Regions from separate parts of the Mus musculus genome. Here regions 2 and 3 are each linked to region 1. The links are chromatin contacts, called in public HiCAR-type and promoter capture Hi-C maps. All regions are on one chromosome and are shown on one strand. Each heading gives the region's core, a stretch centred on a gene start, on an enhancer-like site or on the middle of the called end of the contact. The rest is flanking DNA. Distances are from core to core; before and after follow the strand shown. Region 1 holds the start of Slc33a1 (solute carrier family 33 (acetyl-CoA transporter), member 1). Region 2 has its middle 65 kb from the start of Gm35039. Region 3 holds the start of Arhgef26 (Rho guanine nucleotide exchange factor (GEF) 26).

Evidence for each region. Promoter capture Hi-C pulls out the DNA fragments that hold promoters and counts their contacts. HiCAR-type assays count read pairs that join an accessible place to other places.
Region 2: a contact with region 1 is called in a HiCAR-type map of astrocytes, with 5 times the contacts expected there. The contact joins the enhancer-like site here to the promoter of Slc33a1 in region 1. A contact is called at or near these places in 4 of 39 promoter capture datasets (cranial neural crest, embryonic stem cells, hippocampal neurons and 1 more) and 3 of 115 datasets of contacts at active chromatin or transcription factors (astrocytes, bone marrow-derived dendritic cells and large pre-B cells).
Region 3: a contact with region 1 is called in a promoter capture Hi-C map of liver, with 8 times the contacts expected there. The contact joins the promoter of Arhgef26 here to the promoter of Slc33a1 in region 1. A contact is called at or near these places in 4 of 39 promoter capture datasets (cranial neural crest, hippocampal neurons and liver) and 1 of 115 datasets of contacts at active chromatin or transcription factors (astrocytes).

The regions. Positions count from the first base shown.
Region 1 is chr3:63,962,983-63,966,116 of GRCm38.p6, forward strand. Slc33a1 (solute carrier family 33 (acetyl-CoA transporter), member 1) reads right to left here and starts at 1,751. Exons shown (of 6, transcript NM_015728.5): 1 at 434-1,751. The coding sequence starts at 1,208. It also overlaps a transcript of Gmps not described here.
Region 2 is chr3:65,861,947-65,865,080 of GRCm38.p6, forward strand. No RefSeq gene overlaps it. Among named protein-coding and RNA genes, the nearest start is that of Gm35039, 65 kb to the right of the region's middle. Within about 2 kb of position 1,530, at least 111 of the 459 cell types and tissues checked have an H3K27ac peak or open chromatin away from gene starts, as enhancers often do. A contact at or near this core is called in astrocytes and hippocampal neurons, where this site is marked.
Region 3 is chr3:62,337,247-62,340,380 of GRCm38.p6, forward strand. It overlaps Arhgef26 (Rho guanine nucleotide exchange factor (GEF) 26), which reads left to right and starts at 1,531. Exons shown (of 14, transcript NM_001081295.1): 1 at 1,531-3,134. The coding sequence starts at 2,251.

The DNA of each region.
Region 1 (3,134 bases), core at 501-3,000:
AATATTAGCACTCGGGAGGGTGAAGCAGGACTGTGTCTCAAGCTGGATATATAGAGCCTTTTAAAAATCCTGTAAACAGAATTCAGAAAAAATTCAAAAGCAAGCAGAAGGACAAACATCAAATGGTTTCTCTTCTAGAAAGAATCTGGAAGGAAAAGAAAAATGTGTGTGTGAACTGTTTAAAGGAAGACGACTAGGAGGTAGATGTAGAGAACAAGGCTGTGTTATGGAAGTGATTGTGAGCAAAGTATGAAAATCTCATAATGGAATCCAATATTGTGTTAATTTGAAAGGGAAATGAAGTAAAATATCTTGTGCATCATTAAAAGTAAAAAATGTATGCAAACAAATGAGAGCTCCCATCTGATGTTTCATCAAAAGCATTCATAAGCATAAAATAAACCTAACAGTATAATAGTTTTAAGTACACTACCTGAAAGGGTAACGATTCCCCTGGGTTGAGGCTGAAACCGCAAGTATTTGTTACAAAAGTCAGCAGATTCAAGAGCCAAAAATAAAACATTGCCCAAAAAGTAGCCAGCTGTTTGGCCCACAGAATTGCATGTCGAAGCATAGCCCACGTTTTCCCGGGATAACATAGTTAATGCCCAACCATCCACAGCGATGTCCTGTGTGGCAGCCAGGAATTCAAACAAGAAGAATGTCACAGTGAGAGCAACTACATCCGGTGTTCTGCCATCAATATTTCCGAGCAAACGGTCCACTTGAGTGGATAAATATATCATGAAGATTCCTAGTGTATACTGAGTAGGGACAAGCCAGGACTTGCGACGACCAAAGTTCTTAAAGTAGACGGCATCAACCAAGGGAGCCCAGAGCAACTTAAGACTGAATGGCCAGAAGACAAAACTGAAGAAAGCCTGATCTGTATAGCTAACATTTTTGCTTTGCAAAATGAGGGGGATGCTCCCCGCCAGGCCTAAGGGAATGCCCTGAAGCACGTAAAGAAAGAGTAGTAACAAAATGCTACTTAGTTCGGATCTATAGCTCCGCGGGGCTTTAGGTAAGTCACCAGGGCCGGCATCACCTAGAAGAACTTCCCGGTCCCCCTCCCCGCCCACCGAGTCTCGGCGACTGTCATCCCAGCCGCCCGGTGGCAGCGGGCCACTCTTCATATCCAGAGCGTGGCTAAACATGCCTGACCGCCGCTGCCGACTGCTGTCCTTGTGGGAGATGGTCGGTGACATATCAGAGACGACGCAGAGCCCGGTGTGTGGGGGCCTGAGGCTGGCGTTTTGATCAGTCTAGTCCCAGGTCCAAGGCAGTCTCTCTGGACCCGGGTCACGGTGGTTCAACGCCGGGAGGGCGGACGCGGAGAGACTGGTCGCTGTTTTGCAGCAGGGAGCCAGATCCCTGGCAGGTGGCCCAGGCGAAGCCTGGGTCGCTGCCCACAGGAGCGACTTCAGGGAGCCGGCAAGAGCTCCCCGTGCAGCCGCACCCGGCTTGAGGCTGGCGGAGCGTGCCGTGGCGCTGCGACGGAGTCTGGCTCTTAACTGCAGCGGGGACTCGAACGCTCTCTTGCCCGTCCACCAGCTGACACTGCAGCGGGCACCCTCCTCAGTAGACACCAGAGGTAAAGGATAACTTCCTGCCTCGCGCTTCGGGAAGTGGTTCCCTGCCAAAATGGGTTCCGTGCCTCCCGACGGAGCCAGCGAATCAGAACAAGTTCCGGTGGCGGCGACCGCGAGCAACGTTTGCTAGGAACCATTAATTCCCTCGATTCTAACCCCGAGGGAGGAATAACGCCAGCGTACCGAGCGTCCAGGACGGAACGTCTTAACAAACCCGGTTCCGTTTGCGCATGCGCTTGCATGGAACTCGTGTGCCTCGGCCATTGGGCCCTCGTCGCCACGTGAGCGCGGGTTTTCTGGATTGGCCTAGGCCTTGGTGATAACATTGCACAAGGTCTGTAGGCGAGTTTGTACTTATTTAATTCAGTACATAACTTCCAGGCTTGTAGTTGGGTAATAATGCTGCTTTGTGAACCTGCAGTTACTAAGCTTTGGTGTCAGGTTGTGGGTCCTTTATGCCCGACTAAATGGAAACACTCCTACCTAATACACAGAACGAATAAGGCTGTCCATTTCCCCCAATGTCAAGGAAGAAATGTAGGGGAACGCTAGATACACAGAGTGAAGGAGGTAAATTTCAGTCTGCTGCATCTTATTTTTTTGCCAATGGAAACGTCTCGAAACCACCTTTCTCCTTTCATGTCATCCATGGTTATGCATTTTAAGTGCATAACGACGCACTTCTTCGAGTTTTGGTGAATCGTTGGAAGCTCTTAGAGCTTGAAATGTTGAGATACTAGATTTAGTATTTCAGTGATAACAAAGAAATAAGTTTTCCAAGAATTTTATTGGATTCATAATTGGCCAGTTTTTCAAATGCCATTTCAAGTGTAATAGTACATGCTTTCTTCATTAAAAACAAAAACAAACCATAAATTCCCTTGTGGATTTGCTGCCTTCCCACTTTTCTGATTTCTACAGCTTATTAACCACTTAGCTAATTTCCCATGTTCTCTTCTCATTTCTCCCTGGGTCCTTCCTTTTCCTCTCCTCCCCCTTCTCTCCAGCTCTTGTATGGTCATAGAAATGTGAGACTTTGCTTATTATTATTATTATTATTATTATTATTATTCGTCTTTCATTTTCATTGTATTGATACTGAGTCCTGGGTTACATAAGCTAGCATATGTACCCAGGCTGGTCTCAAACTTATGGCCATACTCCTGCCTTAACTTCTAGAGTCCTAGGATTCTATACATGAGCCACCACACCTAGTCTGATATACTTCAATGAAAGAACACAGTGACCATGAAGTCTTCTAATCTTTGTTAAAGAGAGGAACAGAGTTGGTTGTGGTGGTGCATGCTTGTAATCCAGACTAGTCTATAAAACGAGTTCCTGGCCATCCATGGATATATAGCAAGTCTCTGTCTCAAAAATTGGAGTGGAAAACAGTTTATAGTGTTATCTATGTGAGACCAAAAGTCTCTATTTTTTTCAACAGGATCTTACTGTATGGTCCTTACTGGCATGAAACTCACTCTGTAGACCGGGCTGGACTTGATCTTACAGAGATCCACCTGCCTCTTACTCCTGAACGCT
Region 2 (3,134 bases), core at 280-2,779, 1.9 Mb after region 1:
CTTCAGGCCTGTCATCTCTGATCCCGGATTCCTTGGGGTATTTGAAAAATTGCTTTATTTGAATTACATCAGTGTCTTTTACATTTAAAACCATCAAGGTCAAACTATGTTGATATGTGGAAGGGAATTTAGATGAAGGGGGGGGGGGGGTGAGTCCTCTCTCTGGCCCTGTAATTACTTTCTTTGTAAGCCTGAATACCCAATCAGATGAATGTCTTCTCCACGCATCTTGTCACCTTTAAACAAAGGAATCTGGAAGCCACAGCAACATCTGTGTCCAAATATAGCCAAGCCTGTTTATTTTATTTTAATTGAAAATCAAATGACTTTAGATGAACAAATCATTTAGAAACAGCACATTTTTAGGTAATTCTTAAGATCATTTTGCCAACCAAGAAAGCAGCTTGATGTCAGGCTGTCTTCATAGGATCTTCTGAGCTGTGATGCTATCAGCGTGAAATCAGGGAGAGCATTCAAAAAAAAAAAAAAATCAGGGATGGCTTGAAGTGATTTGCACAAGAATTCTCGTTCCACAGGAAACCCACGTTCTAGACACAGGCTGACCCTTCCCTTGTAAGTAAGCTCACTCACGTCATTTGCTTACTTTTTTCTCAGCACAATTAAAGATGCAATTCATTAAAAGTCACAAAACGTTGTTTTGACAGACATTTCTATTAATGCTAGCAAACACGGAGCCAGTTCTAAGCCAACGCCGCCCTCACCTCTGCAAGTGGGAGAGTGGCTTTCAGACCCTCAGAGTTCCCATGAGTGACTCACACCTGCAGTGATCTTCCAGTCTGGGGTCTGGCCTGACAAATGCTTATTCCTTTAGGCTCACTGTGGTTTCTTTTAGAGGCAAGCCTGTGTGCTCAACAGTTTATGAAAGGGTAATAGGAACAGGAAGATAGTCGTGTTGTTTTTTCCTCGACCCTTGAGGATTAAGAATAAAAATTAAGCCAATTAAGGGGCCCCGATTGCCCTGAATGTCTTAGGAGGAAATGACTTTTTAAGGCATGTGGGAGTTATTAAAAAAAATATATCCCTTGGAATATTTCCTTCTGTGTGTTGATACACAGAGGCCTGTGGAATGGGCTCTCAGAAGGAAACAGTGACTTGGATAGAAACCACGTTGCTGTTGTAAATAGAAAGAGGTCAAGAGAGAGGTCGTATGCAGTTTTCCAGTTATCTTCTCATTGTGAGAAGTCACTGAATTCAGATACATCATGAATACTCTGGATAATGAAGGATCCCCCCAAACCATGTGTGGTAAGAAAAACATCAGGGATCTTTCTTTTTTTTTCTTCCTTCCCCCCCTCCTCCCCTTTTATTCTATTTATTGACATTCACCTTGAACCGTACAGTTTGGTTGTCATACTTTTCGGTGTCTGATGTCACAGGCAAACCATGCAGTATCAATGAGACTGTGACAGGCCGGAAGAGAGAGGCTTAGCCTCGCCTTTTGCATAGCACAAACAGCCTAGTGTGTTGGTGTGAGGCTGATTGCCTTGTGAGGGACCGGCCTCCTGCCTGGGATGTTCTCCGTCCTCTGTCTGCCCCCTAGTGGAAAGGTGAGGAATATGTGGGAGTTCGCTGAGGGTGTCTGAACGGAATCTGAAGTAAGGCTTCTTGAGACCTTCCTTCTACAGCCCCGTTTTCAAGCATGGCCTCTTCTTCACTCGGAGGAGAAGAACGCCAGCTCATTGAGTATTCTGCAGCCTCCCTAGAATGAATACCTCCATTTTGGTGTGCTTTTTCTAAGGCCTTCAGTCTGCCTGTGACAACCCTAATCCCCACGTCACGACACTTTCGCATGTGCAATCAGCGCCAGACACTTTTCCCAGGACGTGAAAATTATTCTTAGAGTCCCACAAACTAAAGAGTCCCACAGCACAGTGCTGTGCTGTTGAGCATGCTGCCACCACAAAAGCCCTGCGTTTCCCAGAATGTGTCTCTGGGATTTGTCATTTATTCACGAGAAACCTGCTGGTTGCCAGACACTTGGTTCTGGAGACACACAAACACTTGGCCAAGGCTCCTTCCTAGGGAAGCCTGTGGCCCAGAGAAGGAACAGTCTATCCTTGATTGCCACAGGATTCGGTCTGTGTTCCTACATACCCACGCTGCGCTGCAGTAGCAAAACCCATGGGGGCAGAGCCAGGGGATTGGTTCCAAATTCTAGTCACAACAAAGCTAAGCCAGCGAGTGCTTTGTTCAAATGACTCAGGTAGATAAATGAGGCCAGCACAGGCCGTCCTGACACCACACACCTCTAGAATGCCCTGGCTGTGCTCGGAGCCTCTGATGTCACCCGGTATTTTCATCCCTCCCCAAGTCAGAGTGTTCTGTGTCAGCTATGCGGATGTTGCTAAGGGGCTGGCCAGTTTCGCGGTGCGCTCCCTTAGCCGACCTGCATGCTCTCCCTGCTCTGGTGGCAGTCGGCTCGTGCCAGCCCTCCGCACTGCTTCGCTCATTTCAAGCCTCACTTTGGTTTTTGTTTTCTTCTTGAATCCCATTTTCTGCATTGCTGATTCCCAGATATGAAAGACCTAGAAAGGACGGATGAGCATTTCAATGACCCCAAAGCACTCTGTGTCGGGTATACAGACTCATACTTAAGGGTAATGGTGTTATTATTGGTATCGGAAATGCTGGAAGAAGAAAAACAAGATTGATATTCGAGGCTTCTGGCTCATGACAAGAATTAATGCAGAGAGGGTGGAGTCAGTGCTAGCTTGATAGTGAGACATCCAATGCAGGAGGATGCCTGCACAGAGCCCGGACAAGATGGCCTGTTTCCTGGGCCTGAGGTGTTGTGTTCCTCTCTCACTGATGCCCAAATTGGGTGAATGGTCATCTTCGCTAGTCCTCTCAGGCCTCCTTGAGAAACGGAATTGGGAATGGAGGCCAATTAGCCACCACCATACTTTTAGATGTAAGATATTTTAACAGATAAGAAAAGAGTATTTGCCATTACAAAACTTCTGAGAGAGATGGCAATCTAGGAGAAGTGGGACATAAAGGGAGGGGGGAGGCCAGCTGATTATTGTCCCATCAGAGGCCACCTGAAAAATCTTCCACACTTGGAGGAAATTAAATCCCCCTCTGCTGGGTGCCATGCCATACCAACAGGGGCA
Region 3 (3,134 bases), core at 281-2,780, 1.6 Mb before region 1:
ATATATAATAGATTAAATGGAGGCTAAAATACACAGTCTGTGTGCTTGCCAATTTTCCTTAGTTTGTTGTTTCGATGCTGTTTGGGGAGTAGGCTGTTGCTCAGGACGGAGGTGAGCAGACTGTGACTTCTTCATCACAAGTCACCACAGCTCAAGAACCCATGTGACCTACAGGGACATTAACTTCTCAGGCCATTCTCGAAGTCTTTAAACTTTGATCACAGACTGCACTCTGATCCACGTTAAACCTGCCACTTATAAATCTCCACAACTTTCTGAAGTTAAATTTATTATATAAAACTAATATTATTGATATGAAAATCCCCTACAGCAAGGCTCCATAGATGAACATAGAATCCACTTATTTCCGTATGAAATTGTTAGTAAATCTTCTCAAAAATGATTTCGATATACATTTTGATTCCATTTGTTCGAGTTCAAAAAAGTTTCTGAGATCAAAGACCTTCACTGTGTCACTTTGGTAATTATAGAAAAACATAAAGAACCACCCTTCCTTTTGCCACCCAAAGCAGAAAGAAGCATGGCTTTAAACAGTGGGCACTCACATGAACTTTGAACACTTGGAGCCTGCCCTGTGTCTTGCTAACAACCAATTCTACAGATCTCATCAACCAAAATCATGTCTTCTCAGGTCGTACATACCTGGAATTTCACCAAGACATAGCCAACTTGGCAACCAACATCTAAAAGATATCACTGGCCCAGTTCATTTCTCTTATTCATCTACTTCCAAACTCCACAGATATTTATCACTTACTGTGTGCATGAGTCACAAATATAACCCCTGCCCTCTTCAAAACTACAATGCAAAGGCAGAATAGATTAAGCACTAATACACAGACATATAACTAAGCATTCAGATTTACAAATTTCGGTTAATGTGAAAAAGAAAGAGATCAGGTGGTTGGGGAAATCGGGGGTAATTCCAATGAAGTGACAAACCAGAAGGCCAAGAAATAAACTTGAAGGCTCTAAGACTGTGGACTTGGCTTGACTAGATAAAGCTAGTGAAAAAAGACTAGATTGAAGGGGTAGGCCCAGCCTCTTAATCTCTAATAAGGATTTGGAATTTACTTCTTGTTCGATATTTTATTCTACATACAGATTTTCAATTTATATTGTACACAACTACACACTAATAAATATTTTGTATTTTGTTTACTTTTACTGTGTGACTTTCAAACATACAGGGCACAAAGATTAGGACATTAGGACATGTAGAGTCATAGTCCACCTGGCCTCTCAGTCTCCTCTGAGTGCATACAAGCAAATCTGTCTGTAGTCCACACATTATTGCAAGCAGATGAGTGAGAGCCCGGAGTGAGGTTCAGTTTGACGCCCACAAGTGGCCCAGTGAAGTGTCGCAGCAGCACCAAGCTCCGAAGTGTTTCACCCTTCCAACCTTCCCCTCCAGGTCTAGGGATGATCAAGAAGCCCTTTCTCTGCTCTCACGACCATTCCCACGCAGTGTTCAGATCTGCGACCGCGCCCTCCAGCTGGCCCGTAGGGCGGCCGCCCGCGCTCCTGCATTCTTGCACTCAGGGTCTGGACAGGCAGCTCAGGTGTGCGCGTCCCGTTTACAATCACTGAGCGCACTCCGGGAAGGCAGGGGCGGGAACTCCTGGGCGCCTCGGTGCGAGCTTCCCCGGCGTGCTGGGGCGGGGCGTAGCGCGGGGGCGGGGCCGGCGCCGCGGGCCTCTGCTGTCCCAGGCTGAGCGGTTGTCTCCGCGCTTTAGTAAGGACCCAGGCCACCCTCGGGGACAGGGAGTACTCCTTGGTCTGTGCCCCGGAAGGGTGAGCGCGCTGGAGACCGCATACCGGGGACCGGGTGGACTGGCGCGGGGCGGGCGGCTAGATGGAGACGCGGGGGAGCGTCCCACGGCGAGCTGTCCCAGCCAGCTGAACTCTTTCCAAGGGTCCTGCGGTGGCGGCGAGCTCTCTAGGTGCCGGCGGGCTTGGGGGGCGGGAAGGACGCAGAGGAGACGGGATTCATCTGATCAACTGCGGCTCGGATCTCAGTCCTCGGTCGGGAAGCTTGGCGGGAGACGCTGTGCCCGAGAAAGGGCGGGTAAGTGCGGCGCTGCCGAGTCCCGCGCGACACCCGTGTGACCGCCGGGCTGGAACCCGGTTAGGCTCCCAGACAAGACTAGTTGTCCGGAGGCAAAGTTCCTTTCTCTTAGGCAACCTGAGCAGCTTTCCTCCTCTCGGGGCTGGCTCAAAGGCCCCGCTATGGACGGCGAAAGCGAGGTGGATTTTTCCAGCAACGGCGTCACCCCTTTGTGGCGGAGACGGTCCACCCCTCCGCTCCAGTTGCTCAGCCGGAGCAAGCCGCGGCCACAGTCGTACCAGAGCCCCAGCGGGCTGCTGATCACCGACTTCCCTGTGGAGGAGCTGGCTGCCCTTCCCACGCCGCAGACTCCGGTCCGCGTACCCGCCGACCCGGACGACAGGACGGTGTCCAGGAGCCCCCAGCTTCTGAGCGCGCATCGGAGGCCGGTGACCAATGGTCGCACGGTGTCCCCGGACTACAGAGCTGCTTCTCCTCGACTCCGACGGCCCAAGTCACCCCTGGTTTCTTACGCGGCGTCGGGCGGCTCCCCGAAGTCCACTTCTAATGGCACCGTGGCCTCGCCCGCGGCGCTGTTGTCGCGCGCCTCCCGGACTCCGGACACCCCGGCCTCTTGCGCCACCGATGAGGACTGCACCGGGGTGACTGCCAGTAAGGTATCTTCGCCCATTGCCAATGGCCTTGCCCATAAAACCGACTCATCTGGCCCAGTATCACAAACTGGTCAGCCAGCTGGGGACTTGGAGCTGGCCCCCTCGAGACTCTCTCCTGCTCTCCCACACAAGTCTTCAGAACAAAAACTGCCACTCCAAAGGCTGCCCTCCCAAGGGAATGAGCTCCCAAACCCTTCCGTGGTTTTGAGTACCAACAGCCCGGCGGCCCTCAAGATGGGAAAGCAGCAGATTATCCCAAAAAGCCTTGCCTCTGAAATTAAACTGAGTAAATCCAATAGTCAGAACGTGGAGTCCCATAGGAGGCTTCTCAAGGTGCGCAGCATGGTGGAGGGACTGGGAGCACCCTTGGGCCACGAAGGGGAGGAAGGCGA